Linked DNA regions of Ovis aries: region 1 is linked to region 2. Evidence: chromatin contacts called from public Hi-C data. All regions are on one chromosome and are shown on one strand. The core of a region is the stretch at or near the end of the contact, and the rest is flanking DNA. Distances in the headings are between cores, read along the strand shown.

Region 1 (4,579 bases), core at 631-3,130, 570 kb before region 2:
AGCCCTGGGTTGGGAAGATCCCCTGGAGGAGGGTGTGGCCACCCACTCCAGTTTTGGGTTTCCCTGGTAATTTAGCTGGTAAAGGATTTGCCTGCAATGCAGGAGACCCCGGTTTGAATCCTGGGTAGGGAAGATCCCCTGGAAAAGGGATAGACTACACACTCCAGTAGTCTTGGGCTTCCCTGGTGGCTCAGACAGTAAAGAATCCACCTGCAATGCAGGAGACCTAGGTTTGATCCCTGGGTTCGATCCCTGGGTCAGGAAAATCCCCTGGAGGAGGGCATGGCAACCCACTCCAATATTCTTGCTTGGAGAATCCCCATGGACAGAAGAGTCTGGCAGGCTACAGTCCATGGGGTTGAAAAGAGTTGGACATGACTAAGTACACAACAAAATGATACCGATGAAGAATAGGATATTTGCACAGTTTACCAAGAGAGCATCATGAGATTGAGTTGAATGTCTTCTTTCCCCACACCAGCTCTGGGGTGTTGTGACGTGAGTGATGAATATGGCCTAGGTCCAGGATACAACTGCTTTTCTCCTCTAGTTTTCATGATTCTCCAAAGCAGCACTAAACTGCTTTCTCTTTCCCTGCCCAGAATGGATGTGGTTGCAAAGCCCTTCTCAGTCCCAAATAGAGATGATTGTACCTGGGTCCCAGGAGACTCAGCTCTATTTCTCAAGCCTGTTGTATCTGTGCTGGGAAGCCCTAGGGTGAAATGTCACTTCTCTAGAGAGTTAGGAATCTTTCTCCACAACCAAGTGGCCTGATCTCACACTGGCTCTGAGCCTTACCCTGGGGTCCCTCTGCTGGCTGTGAGAAATAAGAGCAGAAAGCAGTTCTTTGAACTAAGAAACCCTGAATTTTGTTTTTGAATGTAATACATAGACAAGAATGTTCCTGTTGGGTGGGGGCAATAGTCCTTGAGTTACGATATAAAATGGGGAGAGAAAACTAAGCTAGCAATAGCAAGACAAGTTTCCCTCCACAAAGAGGATTAATGATTAGATTCAGGTCTCAATCCAAAAACAAAAATTAATTTACTACAGAGCACTGAAAGATATCTCCTTTGAAGAGTACCTGTGGTGCGCAACTGTAGTTTATTTTCAGTGAACGGCAAGGTTAGAAATCAGTGGGGATTGCTCAGTCTGTGCAGGTAAACCCACTGGAAGGCCTGCTCCTCACCTATAAGCACTTTGCCCTTCCCTCAGCTTGCCCAGTCTAGTCTAATCCATGAGTCCGATTACCAAGGTACCAGGGTGAGAGGTACCATAGAAATACCAAAGTGAAAGGATGGGATCAGACACTTGAGCATGCTCAGTAGGTGGAACATCCTGACTATGGACTGGGCTTTGTGGCCCACTGTCCTCGGATTTTGTTGACTGCCCTGACTTTCTTACAGAGAGTTAGGGCTTGGCCTCTGCTGCTTTGTTGCTGGTTCTTTTGCTCTGTCAGAAGGACCACAAGAAAGCATGGGCTCAGGTGCATACCCAGAATAGGTCATGGAAAGGCGTCTTAGAAACAAAGGCGCAAGGCCTGGTGTCTGTCACTCAAAGGTCCAGAAGGAGAGAAATCAAAACCAACCACACAGGTAACCTCTAATCTTCTCTTGGTTCATTTTCTGATCAAGTGAAATGAAATCCATATACAATATAAAGTCAGTAGAAATACCTATCATGCCAGTGTAGAAGGAGATGAAGAGGTTTAAAAATGTAAGGAATGCCATTAAGAAACAGATGGCACCAGGTAGGAAATGATGGCTATAGAACAAAAACAGAGTTAGCAAGGCACCCATGAGGAGGAATCCTTTGCAGATAGGAACTGGGCAGTGCTCTAAAGGGGCCTTGACCAGCCCAGAGATGCAACACACTTAGCAGCCAGCAGGGGACAGAGGTGCTCTATGTCTTAAAGCTCAGGCTGGGTGTACGGTTGGGCACCTTTAACCCCAAGACCTACAAATCCTGCTGAAACTCCCCTGGAGTTCAAACTTCTCTCCAGGAAGAGCAGCACCGTGAAAGCAGGAGGTGGCTGATCTCAGGCGCTTTACCATAAAGGTTGGCTTTGACATCAAGAAATTTGCTGATTTTATATCTTCTTGCATTTGCTCTCTTCCCATCCCACTTGCTTCCAACAAGAACCTCTCTGCTGGTTTGGGATAAAGGGCAGTCAGCTCTTTCAAAGTGAAGCCTATGGATACTCTGAAGCAAGGACTCTAGTCTAGTTTGTCCCCTAATTTGTCCCTCTTGCTCCTCCCTCTCCCTTTTGGTAACCATGTTTATTTCCTATGTCTGTGAGCCTATTCCTGCTTATTTGTATTATTTTTGAGATTCCACATATATATATTTTAGATATCAGATAGTACATATATACATATATATGAAAGTGAAAGTTGCTCAGTCATGTCCGACTCTGTGATACCATAGACCATAGCCCACCAGGCTCTTCTGTCCATGGAATTCTCCAGGCAAGAATACTGGAGTGGGTAGCCATTCCCTTCTCCAGGGGCTCTTCCCAACCCAGGGATGGGACCCAGGTCTCCCACATTGCAGGAGGATTCTTCACCGTTTGAACCAGGGTAGGGCATGTATAACCCACTCCAGTGTTCTTGCCTGGAGAATCCCAGGGACGGAGGAGCCTGGTGGGCTGCCGTCTATGGGGTCACGCAGAGTCGGACACGACTGAAGCGACTTAGCAGCAGGGCATGTATATATATATACATATACATATATATATACACACACACATACATACATACATATGTGTGTGTGTGCGCTTGCATGGCAAGTCGCTTAGTCATGTGTAACTCTTTGTGACCCTGTAGGCTGTAGCCTGCCAGGTTTTCTGTCCACAGGATTCTCCAGGCAAGAATACGGAGTGGGTTGCCATGCCCTCCTCCAGGGGCTCTTCTGACCCAGGGATTTAACCTGTGTCTCCTGCATTGCAGGCAAGTTCTTTACCACTAGTGCCACCTAGGATCCCAATGTATATATGTCCCAATGTATATATGTCTGAATCACTTTGCTTTACACCAGAAACTAACATTTTAAATCAACTGTATGTCCATAAAGAAAAAAAAGCAGGGAACAAGGAAGATTGAGGAAGCAAGTCAATATAATGAGGTAATGAGAGCTAGGTAGCCAGGTTTCTCACTAACAGAAGGGAATATGAATATAGAGAGAAAGCTGGAAAAGGCCATGTGGTGTAGGATTAAGACTGGAAGTTTCCCTGGTGACTCAAAGAGCCCACCTGTAATGCGGGAGACCCGGCTTCAGTCCCTGGGTTGGGAAGATCCCCTGGAGAAGGAAATGGCTACCTACTCCAGTATTCTTGCCTGGAGAATTCCATGGACAGAGGATCCTGGTGGGCTACAGTCCATGGGGTCAAAAAGAGTTGGACATGACTGAGTGACTAACACTTTCACTCAGTATGGGGAGTCAGATGCAAAAATAAATACTGATGTACATTTCTGCGTATGTATGCACATCTATATCTTAACAAGTATGCATATACATAAATATAAATATTTCCTAGTGAAAGTGAAAGTCGCTCAGTCATGTCCGCCTCTTTGCGACCCATGGAATTCTCCAGGCCAGCATACTGGAGTGGGCAGCCTTTCCCTGGGTTGAGATCTTCCCAGCCCAGGAATTGAACCCAAGTTTCCTGCATTGCAGGCAAATTCTTTACCAGCTGAGCCACAGAGAAGCTCATATAGTTCCTAGCTCTGTCCCTGATTGAGCTTGGAAATACTAAAATCCCAGTAATGATGAGGCTACCTAGGGCCCAGATCTTGATTTCTGGACACCATTCTCTAATAAAAGGACACAGGGTTCTCTGGAGAAATGGTTGATTCCAAGGATGAAATAGGAAAAATATAAGGCAAATTTAGTATATCTCATTATTCTAGATGATAAGCAAGTAATCAGAGTGATGGATACATGTCCAAAGGACATAGAAGATAACTCAAAGGGATGCATCTGGTCCAGACTGGATGAGTTGAGAGTCAAAGAAATCATAATATCAAATTATAGCCCACTGACTACCATAGACATCCATTAATTTATCCTAATGTAAATAAGTAAGTGAACACACAATGGGAAGATAATATTCCTCCCTATACTATATTTCCAGCTAACAAATGTGGAAGGAATTAATGGAATTAGAAAAGCATAATTTGAGACAGATAGTGAAATTATTTTAGGCAAAAAGTATGAATAGATACTAAAAGTAGTGGGTGAAAGTCAAATGAAGAATGACATATTTACATGGTCTCAAAATAACTTTCCACAAAACACTGATTAACTGGATAGGGAAAAAGAGTAACTTTAGAGTAGAGAGCCCTGGCAGATACCATACTACTCAAGAGATCTAAGTTGACATCAACTGGTGACAGAATAGACCAACAGCATGTGTCATATTATGGGATGCAATGCGAAGATCCAGCATCACATCTGTGATCACCCTGCTAAAACTGGATGATCACACCTGAATCTAATCAAGAGTAAGCAGCAAACAAATCCAAAGTGAGCCATGTCTTTGAAACAAATCTGTGTGTGTGTGTGTGTGTGTGTGTGTGTG
Region 2 (5,030 bases), core at 1,415-3,914:
TGGATACATCTGCAGTGTTATTTCCCAGATCTTCATTGATTAGGAGTAATAACCAGCTATGCTAACTCCAGATCATTGATTGTTTATCAAGCCCATGGTGTCAGTTCCTCTGGGTGCTTTGTGGCAGCAGAGTGTGGCCCAGGGAAAGGACCTGCCCTTGAAGACCTGGCACTTTGCGTGTCTAGGTTGGCATAGGTCAACTAGAGAGTGAGTATTTGCAGTGTGATTACCCACTAATTTTTTGGTTTAATTTTGGTTAATTTCATACAACTTATACTGTGCTGTGCTTAGTTGCTCAGTTGTGTCTGACTCTTTGTGACCCCGTGAATTGTAACCCGTCAGGCTCCTCTGTCCATGGCAATTTTCCAGGCAAGAATACTGGAATGGGTTGCCAGGCAGTCCTCCAGGGGATCTTCCCGACCCAGGGATTGAACCCAGGTCTCCCATATTGCAGGCAGATTCTTTACCATCTGAGCCACCAGGGAAGCCCACTTTTCAAAATCCTGTAATTTTTGGTGGAGAATAATTATAATCTTAAAACTCAGATGGGGTAATATGTTATTAGAAACAAATCCTTGATACCAGATAGATTGTATAAGACAATTCAGAATAATTTTTAAGTGTGAATCAATCAAAATAACTAAGGTGGTATTAAACTGCTTATATTATAATCATTGTTGATAATTAGCTATTTGTTGTCTTTGTTATTTAACCCCCATATTATTCCACCCTTGATGAGTTAACCAAAACATGAGCTTTTTGAGGGTGAAATTCTGTGCCTGTATCCTTCAAAGGACTAACTGGGAAGGTTTGCAGACAATACTACAAATAGTTTTTGTCCCCTGATAAAGGTTTCTGGTAGAAATTCAGTGTATTATAAGACTGATTATACTGTGGACATGCTTATATCAAGAAATCAACAGTCCTTTATTGTACTAAAGTCAGCATATTTACTCTGCACTGAGGGAAAAAGAAAGTTACTTGCTTCTTTAGTTCTCAGAGCCAAATGCTCCTGAGCACAACCTGAAGTGAAATCTTATGGGGCCTAGTATTCATAATGTGAGCCACTTTTATGTATTATGTTATAAATGTTGCATTACATAAAGATGGAAGGGTTACTCTTACCAATGATTTTATTTAGTCCTCCTTGCTCAGAAGAGGGAAAAGGCCAGTAGTTGCCATTGACCATATATCTCTGGAGAAATTATCTTAAGGGAAAATAGGGTTGTTTTACCACTAAGACAGATTTTTTGGGCCTCAGATCTAGGTCTCCAAATTTTAAGTACTTGTGAAATACTAAGTTTCCTTTTGCCTGGAAGTCATTCACATCTGAATTTAAATCCTGTGTTTTCTGCATACAGACTTTATTACCTTGGACACATAATGCAATCTCCTGGTTGGTTGGTTGGTTGGTTTTTAATCTGCCATGGGATAGTAAGAGTCTCACCATTGGGACTTCCGTGGTCGACCAGTGGTTAGGACTCTGCTTCCGCTGCAGGTGGCGCAGGGTTGATCCCTGGTCAAGAACTAGGATCCCACAAGCCCCATGACGCAGCCAACGATAGGGCGTCCCATTCTCAGGAGAGTTGACGGAAGTGACCTGCATGGAGCTGTTGGCACAGTGCTCTGTCCATGGTAAGGGGCTGTTGGCCTCTGTCTTTGCAGCCTTGATGCATCGCCACACTTTTCCTTGTTCTTACCAAAGTCTCCTTCTCTTGCTTTTTTCTGGCAATTTATATTTTAAGGATCCCAAAGTGGTCTGGTTTTGTTTTGGGAGATAGTTGGCTCTTTGCTCTCTCTCTTTTCGGTAACAAAGCTTATGGGTTTTAGTATGTGAATTACTGCTGCTAAGAGAACTTCACAGGTAGGCATCAACTGGGTGGCTCTGAATTGTGCCTGTCCCAAATAATTCAGTGTATTTTCCAGGATTCTTTGAGATTGCCTAGACACTGATAGTGGAGAAGGAAATGGCAACCCACTCCAGTGTCCTTGCCTGAAGAATCCCAGGGACGAGGAAGCCTGGTAGGCTGCCGTCTGTGGGGTCACACAGAGTTGGACACGACTGAAGCGACTTAGCAGCAGCAGCAGCAGCAGACACTGATAGAACTGAGATTCGCTCTAAATAAAGTTATCCATAATCTAAACTGTTCTGGAAATCTTTATGTGTACTAAGGTTAAACCTCATTAATTTCCAGAAAGGTTTCATATCAGTGTAGTCATTGTTACTGTTACAGTGAAGTACTCCACTAATTTATACAATTAATGTGCTCCTTTAATGCTTATAATGAAAGTCAGCATTTAAAAAACTTGTTTAAGCCCTTTGAGTCCTCAAGCAAGTATCGGCATAGACTTCTGATGATGACTTGTTATAAAAACAGAACCAGATTTGACAGTGACCTGCCAGGACAATGAAGAGCACAGGCTTCAGAGTCAGATTGACTGGGATTTGGGCCTGTTTGAGTGTCTTCTGTGTTGAATTAGTGTTTTCATCGGCTCTTTGGAGTTGCAGGGGAGAGAGATCAGGGGAGAGACACCATTAGGGGTGGTTTCAGTGCACAGCGAGGGACCCGGGAAGTTCCTCCCCTGCAGCGGGTACACTCGGCCTTTGGCGAACATGGTGACTCACCCCCCCAGGGAGACACGGAAGTGGCTTCAGTTGACTGACAGCAGGGATGGGGGAGCCAGGTGCAACACTTACGTTTACTTTCATTGCTCCTTGCCCTCGCCCTGTCTCTAACCACATCTTCCTTCTAACTAATTTCTTTCTCTTCTCCCTTGTTTCTGTCTCCTTGCTCCTAGTTACTGCTTTGCTATTTTTGTCTATTTGGATGCCATTCTTCCCACAGTGGTACTCTCCAGGTGTCTTGTATTCAAACTCCCATAGAGAGAAGGTCTGGTTCAGATGTACGGCACCATCCAGTGCAGAGGGTCTTTGGATCAGGGCACGTTCCTGCACCAGCCAACTGTGAACTGCAAGATGGGTTTAGATGTGTAAAGCATGGTGCCCCGCGTGTCAGAGACCACTGGGAAAGGAAGGTGGCTATGACTGGGCAGGCCCTCTGGCATTATGTCAGGTGCCTTTGTGGCCTGTCCAGGACATTTGGCACTGATGAAAGAAGAGTGAATAAGATGTGGTAACCCGTCCCGGAGGAGCTCCCAGTGTGATGAGGGAAGCAGGTACTTAAAAACTAGAGTTTATCCTATATGATAATTAATACTATTGATAGCATCCTGGGAGGGAATGGCTAACTGCTGTAGAATGGTGGTAGGAAATTCTTTACTGAAGACATATGAGACTTCAAAAGGTATATTCCTATCAGGAAATAAATCCTCAAAGGCAGAGAGACATGAAATATCTTGGTGTGCTTAAGCAAAGGGTGTTTTAGTGCCATGAGAAGAGGCCAGTGGCTGGCATGTAAGAGCTTCCAGGAAGAGGGTCTCGTATATGATACGAAGGAATATTAGAGCATTAGAACCAGGAAAACTCATCTCCCAAAAGACAAGAGAAGGGAGAACTACAGGAGTGACGTCTAATCAACAATGGCTGGCTCCAGATCAATGGAGGACTGAGTGGCTTCATTGAGAAGGGGCAAGTGAAGCATCTCGTTTTTTTAAATATTGGCAGGTAAATTCTGTAGGTCTAGAAAGAGACTAAACTATATAAACCTAACCTCAGGGGAGAAGGTTTTTTGCAGCTCTAGGTCAGTTACAGATTCATTCAAAAAAAGTAAGAAACCTCATGTTTTTTAAATAAATATGAAAGGAGGAAAAAACTTAATCTGTAGCAACGTTAATCTGTTTAGTTCGTGTTTAAAAAAACACTTTCCTGTTATAACTATAAAAGATGATGAATCTCAAAAATACTGGAGTGGGTTGCCGTTCCCTGCTCCAGGGCCTCTTCCCAATCCAGGAATCAAACCTGGGTCTCCTGCATTGCAGGCAGATTCTTTACCATCTGAGCCACCAGGGAAGCCCTATATATATGCACACATATCTGGTAAAAAGAAAAACCCTGTTTATGTCTGATCTGTGACGATTATAACAAAACAATAAATATGCAAGAAAAACTTGTTTTTCTTCCCAGTTTGGTTTTTGTTTCAGAGATAAATGAAGCTGAGTAGGTATGATTCCCCCCCCTCCCCCCGCCCCAGCTGGCAAGTGGAATAGAATTTACTCTATTTTTCATTGAATTTAAGATTCCATTGGTTGTAAATTGTATCATTATTTTGCATACCATGGAGAAATTTTTAAAACCCTTCCATTTATAACAGCAGTTTTATTTAAAAAGGCATTCAGATTTCAGAGGTATTAAATGTGAGGCACAGGCATGAGAAAGTTGAGCTAAGAGATCTTGTAGACAGAGTGCCTGAAGAACTATGGACGACAGTTCGTGACATTGTACAGGAGACAGGGATCAAGACCACCCCCAAGAAAAAGAAAGGCAAAATGGTTGTCTGAGGAAGCCTTACAAATAGCTGATAAAAGAAGAGAAGCTAAAAGCAAAGGAGAAAAGGAAAGATATACCCATTTGAATGCAGAGTTCCAAAGAATAGCAAGAAGAGATAAGAAAGCCTTCGTCAGTGATCAGTGCAATAAAATAGAGGAAAACAATAGAATGGGAAAGACTAAAGATTCCTTCAAGAAAATTAGAGATACCAAGGGAACATTGCATGCAAAGATGGGCTCAATAAAGGACAGAAGTGGTATGGACTTAACAGAAGCAAAAGATATTAAGAAGAGGTGGCAGTATTACACAGAAGAACTGTACAAAAAAGATCTTCATGACCCAGATAACTACGATTGTGTGATCCTCACCTAGAGCTTGACATCCTTTAATGTGAAGTCAAGTGGGCCTTAGGAAGCATCACTACAAACAAAACTAGTGGAGGTGATGGAATTCCAGTTGAGCTGTTTCAAATCCTGAAAGATGATGCTGTGAAAGTGCTGCACTCAATATGGCAGCAAATTTGGAAAACTCAGCAGTGGCCGCAGGACTGGGAAAGGTCAGTTTTCATTCCAGTGCCAAAGAG

What was found. Hi-C and Micro-C count contacts between places; a contact is called where the count stands out from the background.
Region 1: a Hi-C map of omental adipose tissue shows a contact between it and region 2, with 5 times the contacts expected there. The contact joins two enhancer-like sites. A contact is called at or near these places in 10 of 16 Hi-C or Micro-C datasets (blood, liver, mesenteric adipose tissue and 5 more).

What each region holds. Positions count from the first base shown.
Region 1 is chr16:23,131,977-23,136,555 of ARS-UI_Ramb_v3.0, reverse strand. The region is part of intron 5 of LOC132657948 (a long non-coding RNA gene); the gene reads left to right. Among named protein-coding and RNA genes, the nearest start is that of ANKRD55, 31 kb to the left of the region's middle. Within about 2 kb of position 1,880, at least 10 of the 54 cell types and tissues checked have an H3K27ac peak or open chromatin away from gene starts, as enhancers often do.
Region 2 is chr16:22,558,320-22,563,349 of ARS-UI_Ramb_v3.0, reverse strand. All of the region lies in intron 1 of MAP3K1 (mitogen-activated protein kinase kinase kinase 1), which reads left to right. Among named protein-coding and RNA genes, the nearest start is that of MAP3K1, 38 kb to the left of the region's middle. Within about 2 kb of position 2,664, at least 11 of the 54 cell types and tissues checked have an H3K27ac peak or open chromatin away from gene starts, as enhancers often do.